Linked DNA regions of Gossypium arboreum: region 2 is linked to region 1. Evidence: chromatin contacts called from public Hi-C data. All regions are on one chromosome and are shown on one strand. The core of a region is the stretch at or near the end of the contact, and the rest is flanking DNA. Distances in the headings are between cores, read along the strand shown.

Evidence for each region. Hi-C and Micro-C count contacts between places; a contact is called where the count stands out from the background.
Region 2: a contact with region 1 is called in a Hi-C map of leaf, with 1.9 times the contacts expected there. The contact joins the enhancer-like site here to the promoter of LOC108477554 in region 1. A contact is called at or near these places in 3 of 5 Hi-C or Micro-C datasets (all in leaf).

The regions. Positions count from the first base shown.
Region 1 is chr12:90,149,935-90,153,551 of ASM2569848v2, forward strand. It overlaps LOC108477554 (protein DETOXIFICATION 34), which reads left to right and starts at 2,163. Exons shown (of 7, transcript XM_017780092.2): 1 at 2,163-2,724. The coding sequence starts at 2,407.
Region 2 is chr12:90,208,984-90,213,098 of ASM2569848v2, forward strand. No RefSeq gene overlaps it. Among protein-coding and RNA genes, the nearest start is that of LOC128285449, 33 kb to the left of the region's middle. Within about 2 kb of position 1,653, at least 2 of the 2 cell types and tissues checked have an H3K27ac peak or open chromatin away from gene starts, as enhancers often do. A contact at or near this core is called in leaf, where this site is marked.

The sequences.
Region 1 (3,617 bases), core at 913-3,412:
GGTATCTTAGCATGAGTTTAGTCAAGAATACTTTTATGTTTATGACCTATTTGAATGTTTAGGTAGCCTTTGTGTCTAGGTTATTTAGATAAGATGAAAATCAAATATGGAATGTTGATTGTGTTCATGATTAGCTTGATTATTGAGGTGCTATTTGAGGCATATTGGTTGACATTTAAGTGTTTAATTGGAAGATATTATAGTTTCTAACTTGATAGGTGAATCTAGTAAGAAATGAACTTTCTAAAGATAGATTTTACCATTTTGAATTTAGGTATCGATATTTTGGCATTTGATATTGATACATGACTACATGAACAACTTTAAAACAATCAAGATACCAAAATGTTATCAATTTTTATTTGGCTATCGATACTTTTGCATAAAATATCGATACCATAAAATATTTATCAATACCTTTGTTTTGCAAAGAAAACAATAATGAATTTTGGTATCAATTTTCAAAAAGGTATCGATTCATATCGATACCAACTATAGATTTTCATAAAATATTTATCAATACCTTTGTTTTGCAAAGAAAACAATAATGAATTTTGGTATCAATTTTCAAAAAGGTATCGATTCATATCGATACCAACTATAGATTTTCATTATTGACCTATAAACCTTAAGATTTTATAATTCGAACCTATTACATGCTTGAATTTCACAATTAGGTCCTTACAGTGTTCAAAATTTTAATATGTTTGATTATATGTTATTTAATTTAGTGAGTTTTTGTTTAGTAAAGTATCTATCAATTATTAATTTTTGTTGTAATATGTTTTTTACTTGGGTACGTCGATCAGATCGAGTAAAGTACAACAAATATAAGCAGAATTAAATGAAATTTGGATATCGAATTTTAAAGAAAAGCTTACAATCATAGAGTATTGATGATATGTAATGAACCCGACCTTGGCTAGGTATGCTAACATTGTTAACCCAAATAGCTAATACAATTATTTTGATTAAAATATTTATATGGATTTTCTTAAAATATTGTTCTAACTTATCTTGCTAATATAGATTTAAAACAAAAATACATAATCATATTTTATATTTTAATTGTAATAGTTAACGGTGTTATCTATTTAAATTAATTAAATGATATTATAAAGATAAAATGATCAAATTATGTTAAATTAAAGATATAATGTCAAATTTAGTCTTCAATATTTATATTTTTGTATGCTTGTCTCTCTTTTTTTTGGAGTTAAATTTGACCTTTTACCTTTTAAAAAGAGTCAAGTTGGCATCAACCTTTTAAAAAGAGTCAAATTATTATTTTTAATGAAAATACTTACTATTTTTAAACATAGCAGTCCACATGAAAATCCATATGTAGTTCATGTTTTTTTAATTTTATGAACTTTTTATATTTATTTTTTGAATATTTTTATATAAATTAAAGTATTTGTTGACATGACATATAAGACAAATCTTGTCATATCAATATAAAGTATATGTGGGTTATGACACCAACATTTCCGTTAAAGAGACAATTTGACTATTTTTCAAAGGCTAATGGTCAAATTTTGCTAAAAAGAAGAATAAGGATCAAATTGATAAATGATGTAAACATTGAAGGTTAAATATGGTATTATGCCCAAATTACTATAAAAACTAAATCCAAACTTTGAGCATATAGAGAGTCCAAAATTATAATATACTATTTAGTATCCGAGTTTGGCTTGATTTTTAGTTTGATACTTATATATTTTTGTCCCGATTACATATCTAAATTTAATTTTATGTTTAATTTAGTACTTAAACTTTTTTTAATTTCAATTAAGTACCTATAAAGTTTTTTACTAGAATACACAAGTCAAACATTTTTTGATTCGTTTAATTTAAATACTAAATTAATAATTGAAGCTAAATTATTATAATTTAACCATTGGGAATCCATCCCTATACGTCACCATGTGAACTATATGGTGTACAACATTATTCCAGGGATTGCGCAACACAAGATCGTGGACCCCCACGAACAGAAAATAACTACATTAACGAACAAACAGACCAAATTGAAAAACATTGAACAAGCTTTGTCCTAAGAAGCTAAAAAGACCGAGTCAACTCAAATCCCGTCCCTCATGTTTGATGTTTCCATGGTCATCCTAATTTATAGCCATAACCCACCACTTGCTAAAACCCTTTCCTAAACTTCCACCAAAACAAAAACAAGGCAAATGTATAAAACAAAAATTAAGAAAAAAAGGACAAAGATTGAATTTTTCTTCACATTGACTCCCTTGAATCCATACAATCAAATTTTATAGAAGAAAAAACCCAGAAAATTTACTCAGAAGGGTTCACTAAAATTGTGCCAAAATTGCGAATACTAAAGAGTACGAGCTGCAAAATGCAGCAGAAGGGACAATAATTAGTCCATCTTCTGTTATGGAGGACCAACTGCATGCTACGCCATCGTCGACGTTACCCCTTTTTGAAGTTGCCGAGCTACATCCGGCACCGTCGAGTTTAATCATCGAGGGAGGGGATTATCCTCAGGTACAAAGCTTTGCGGATGTTAGGAACATATTGTTTGTGGAGTCTTCTAAGATATGGTCTATTGCAACTCCTATTGCGTTCAATATTTGGTGCAATTATGGGATCAACTCCTTCACCAACATTTTCGCGGGTCATATCGGCGATATCGAGCTATCGGCTGTCGCCATTGCTTTGTCGGTCGTCGCGAATTTTTCATTTGGTTTCTTGGTTAGCTTCTCTCACGTTTATGTGTTGTTTCCTTTCCTTTATTTGGTTAGCTTCTTGGTGCAATTCAATGAAAAAGGGGTTAATTGCAACAAAATCCCCGCATTACCGTTCAAATTCTAAATTGATAGTGCTCGGGGACAAAGCCAAAATTTTGTGTCAGTAGAGCAAACATAAAATTGTTATAAAATTTTGGGGGTTACCTCTAAAAATTTATGTTAAAAAGGCTTAAATTAAAATATTAATTTCTAGGAGGGACCAAAAAAGTTATTTTTTATTTAATCAAGGGGCCCAGTCTTGCATGCTTTGCCTTGCTAAGGTATAAGTATTATATCAATCAAATCTTTCAATCAAATAGTTATTAATTTATGTGTTAAATAGCAGTTTAGATATAATGTGAAGCATATTAGAAACATGAGAATCAAATTGTGAACACAAATATACTTATTGCACGAACAGTTTGGATTTCACCTTTTAAAAAAATAATTTTGTGTGTCAATAAAATTTAGCAAGGTTAATTTTTTTTACATATCATATTTAAGTTGTCTATATAAATAGGGACAAAGGCAGGAAAATAATTTAGGGGGTCAAAAGATAATTTTATCATTATATTACTCGTATTTTTATAATTTTTCACTGTTTTACCAATTTTGGAGGGCCAATGTCACTATGTGTCCCCTTGAATTTACATACAATACGTATCAATGTGTTTATTATTCGATTAACGTGATTTAAATATGCACCATGTAATATTTGAGTTGACATTTAATGCTCAACTTATTACTTATGTTAAATGAAAGGATCTAATTGATACAATATTAAAGATTTGATTAGAACATTTTGAAGTTATGAAATAAATTTAAAATCTAAAGATTGTACGGTGAAATTAGCTCACT
Region 2 (4,115 bases), core at 403-2,902, 59 kb after region 1:
ATACATGAAATTATTTAACATCATCGTTATCACCCTGGCTGAGTGGTTAAAGGCCTTAATGATTGCCCATAGTGCGCAGGCCTCAATTGAAATAGCAGCAACTCTAGGAGGCAATGGACAATAGCAAATTTTGGGATATTTTTGTGACTTATGAAGAAAAACAATTAAAAGAGATTTATACTGATAACGTTTTATAAAATAAAAGACAGAGAATAAAGAACAAAGAGAATGGCAGAGCAAAGAGAGAGCATATTTTTATTGATTAATTGGAATCTATACAAAACTTCTCCAAAGTCTCTATTTATAGGCATAAGAAGTATAAATGAAGTCTTGATCTAATTCTAATGACTATTAGAATTTAAAGTACATCAAAATTTATCTTGATCTTGATGGACATCCACTTAATAAGATCTTCATAACAACGTAAATATAATTACAAATAATTACATTAAAATCCAATTATTATGTGACTTTGCAAATGCATTGATAGTGATAGTGATTTAAAAGAAAATGAAAAACCTAAAATGTGCCTAATTTTATTTTATTATTACAATTTGAAACATTGTTTGATAAATTATTGAAAAAATAAATCAATTGAAAAATAATATTTTTAATATTTTAATTTTGTTACATACATTTGATAATCTAAAACAAACACAACTCAATAAAATTTGTCAATTAAATGTGTGTTAAATGTGAGAAAAATGATAAGCAGATCAATTCTATTTATCACTTAATTAATATAATTTTCAATTAATTCTATTTTTTTATTTTAATATAATATTTTTCTGTACAAAATTATGTTTAAAATTTGATTTTGTTTACAATAAGGCAGTGAAATGTTTAAACATTAAGGATAATATGTAGAATAAAATCTTTTTATAATTTAAATTTTATATTTATCAAACAATCTAATTATATTTTGTACCTAATTCTAAGTAATATATCAAATTGATTTTAGGGTTAAATATAAAATTAAAATCTAAACTTGTCCACTTCTTCGAGATTGATACTTATGATTTTTTTTTGCCTAAATTGGTACTCAATTTTTTTTTCGTCAACTAAATCGATATTTGAGTCTATCGCCATTAAATTTAGGACTTTTTTAGAATAAGATTATGACACATTGCATAAATGATGTCACGGTGAAGTTACAATCTAAAAAAGATTTAAAAACCCTTTTTTTCTCCCCCAATTTTTCTGTGGTTCTTTTTTTTTTTTCCCTTCTTTTTCTTCTTCTTCTTCCCTTAAACCAAGTTTCTTCTCCCCCCAATACTGTAAACACCAAAAATATCATATTTACCTTATCTTTTAGTTTAACAAAAATATAAAATTCCGTTTCATTCCCTGCACTTTCTCAGTAACCAAACAAAAATACACATCTACCAAAAATACCAAATCTAAAGGAATCAACAATAAAAACAAATTTCAGCGAAATATAAAATATCGGCGATCTCTTAACAGAAGACTCATCTAAAGCATACAATTATCACCTGAAGATCAACTACTCCAATGAAAAAACAAAAGAAACAAACAGATTTCTTTTTCCCACAATAAACGTAAAAACTTCACCATAAAATGAAGGCTATAAAATCCACTGTAAAAGCTATTCACCAGTTAACAAAGCCAGCTCCCTTTTTTTTACCCTAAATCATTGAGTGGGGACTGAGTTTGTGTTTGGGGGTTGTTATAGGGTGCTATAATGGAAGCTAATGGGGTGAATTTGGGGGTTTTGGTGTTGGGGATTGAGGGCTTAATGGGGAGAGAAAAGGGAGGTGAAGATTGGGCATTAATGTTTTGTGGAGGAAGGTCTATTTTTTAATTCTTTGAACTATTGTAGTCATGAAAAGTAATCTAAAAAAAAAAAAAAAGGAAATAATACCCATTGCTTATTTGCACTTTATGACAACAAATTACCATGATTAAAGCTAAGTAGAGGTGAAGAACAACATCAGAAAACTGAACAGGAAGGGAGGTGAATTGTTTTTTTTTTTTTTTGGTTCAAAAGTCATTGTAATAGTATTTTGAAATTAGATTTTGTTTTTCCTTGAAACGAAGAACACTTTGAAGAAGCTATTTCAAATCTATCAAAATTGATTTTTTTTTTTGTTTGCAAATTTAAGAAGAAATTTTCACGAGTTGGGTTGATGGAAGAAGAAGAAGAAGAAAGGAAAAAAAAAAAAAGGAATGATAGAAAATTGGTGGAGAAAAAAAAGTTTTTTTAAAATTTTTTTATATTATGACATCATCATGACATCATTTATACTACGTGTCACAATTTTATTCTATCACGTCCTAAACTTAACAACATTACTGATTTAGTTGATGGAAAAAAATTGAGAACCAATTTTAGGCAAAAAAAACATACGTACCAACCTGAAAGAAATGGACAAATTTAAGTACTATTTTTATATTTAACTCTAAATTTTATAACTTAAATTCAATATTTAATTTTTCAACATATATTTTTTTTAGCACCAAATCTTTTAGTTTATTAAACACTCTCAAATGTTTTAGGTTGTACTTGAGCCAAATTAAGTTTAATGTGTAAGAAATTCGAGGTTTACTGAAAGTGAGGCTTAAAATTTTTTTTACCTCAATCAAGTTTCAATTTTAAACCAGAGCTTGATTCAAGATACAAATAGAACAACTTGTTAAATTATACATAAATACCTAATTAAAAATAGCTTGATTTTCATATCCAACTTCAGCTCAATTATTTATACTAAAAATGAAACTATAGTTTGAATTTAAATTTTTCAATATTATTAAAAATCTTAATATTGAATTCAACAATGAAATCCAACATAAATAACTTGCGAATAAAGTTATCTACTTTACACCTATAGTCATCAATATTAATTGAATCTAAATGATGTTATGTTGTTTGCCCACTTTCACAATCATCTCTAGTGGGTTAATCCAACTCACAAGCTTAGCCCATTAACGGGTGAGCAAAGGTATGCTTTTTCAAACCCAAAGATTTGGGTCCTCAATTTTAATACATCTACTAAAATTTTATTGATGAATGGATTCATCAGATTGATTGAAATAAAATTAATGAATTATTTGATTCACACATTATTTAAGAATCAAAGAATATTTAAACAGATAATAAATCAATTTAATTATAAAATTCGATAAAAAATCATTTGAATTGATAATAATATATTAGGTATATATTTTTCAAAATTTATTTATAAATTAATACAATATTAACCTTTAACCTTTTAGTCTTATATGTAAATATTAAAATTACATCACTAAGCTAAATGTTTTTCTCATAAGCAAAAGAATTGATTAAAGCACAGTTAGTCTATGAGTACCGATACTATTAAAAATCGCCCTCAATTAGACAACAAATTCCATTTGGGGCTTGTGTAAACTTGTGAACACCAATTGCTTGTGAGAATCTCATTGCTGCCAGTGCATTGGCAACTTTATTACCCTCACGATAAACATGGAAACTTCAACCTCCCAATCCAATCTTAGCACCATGATTATCCTCTTGTTCAGTGGTAAGATTGGATTGAGAGGCACTCACTCCCAGGTGTCAAAGCCTGTTGCAGTCCCTCCAAGGCTCCTCAAAGCTTTGTTTCCATAACCGAACACGTCCCAATATTCATAGTGAAGCCCACTAGCCAATCTCTATTATTATCCGGATAACACCCCCGGCCAGAGTCGCACTTATGCCACTATTTCACTCCCCATCTGTATTAACCTTAAGCACCCCCTCTTAGCTTTAACTAGCGAACCAGTGACTCAACCCTCTGTTTCACATTACTAACAAGTACCCCATCAGCACTCGCCCTACTGGTCTCAATGGCTAACCAGTTAACTTGTTGCAAGACAGATTCACACTCTACAAAATCTTGATTAAATAGTTTCTTATTGTACCGCTACCATAAGAGGTAGACTAAAAAGCCAAGTCTGATATCCCAATCACTATCCGACTCGGCAAAACGTGATAGAGCAATTATATATGTGAAAGTCCAATCAATAATATTCGTGGTCTGTATCCTCCTCTTCTTCACTACACAGTTGACATATTCTATCATCTCAAATGTCTTTTTACCCGATTCACGCTAGTCAATAGCTTATCAGTCAATCTGAGC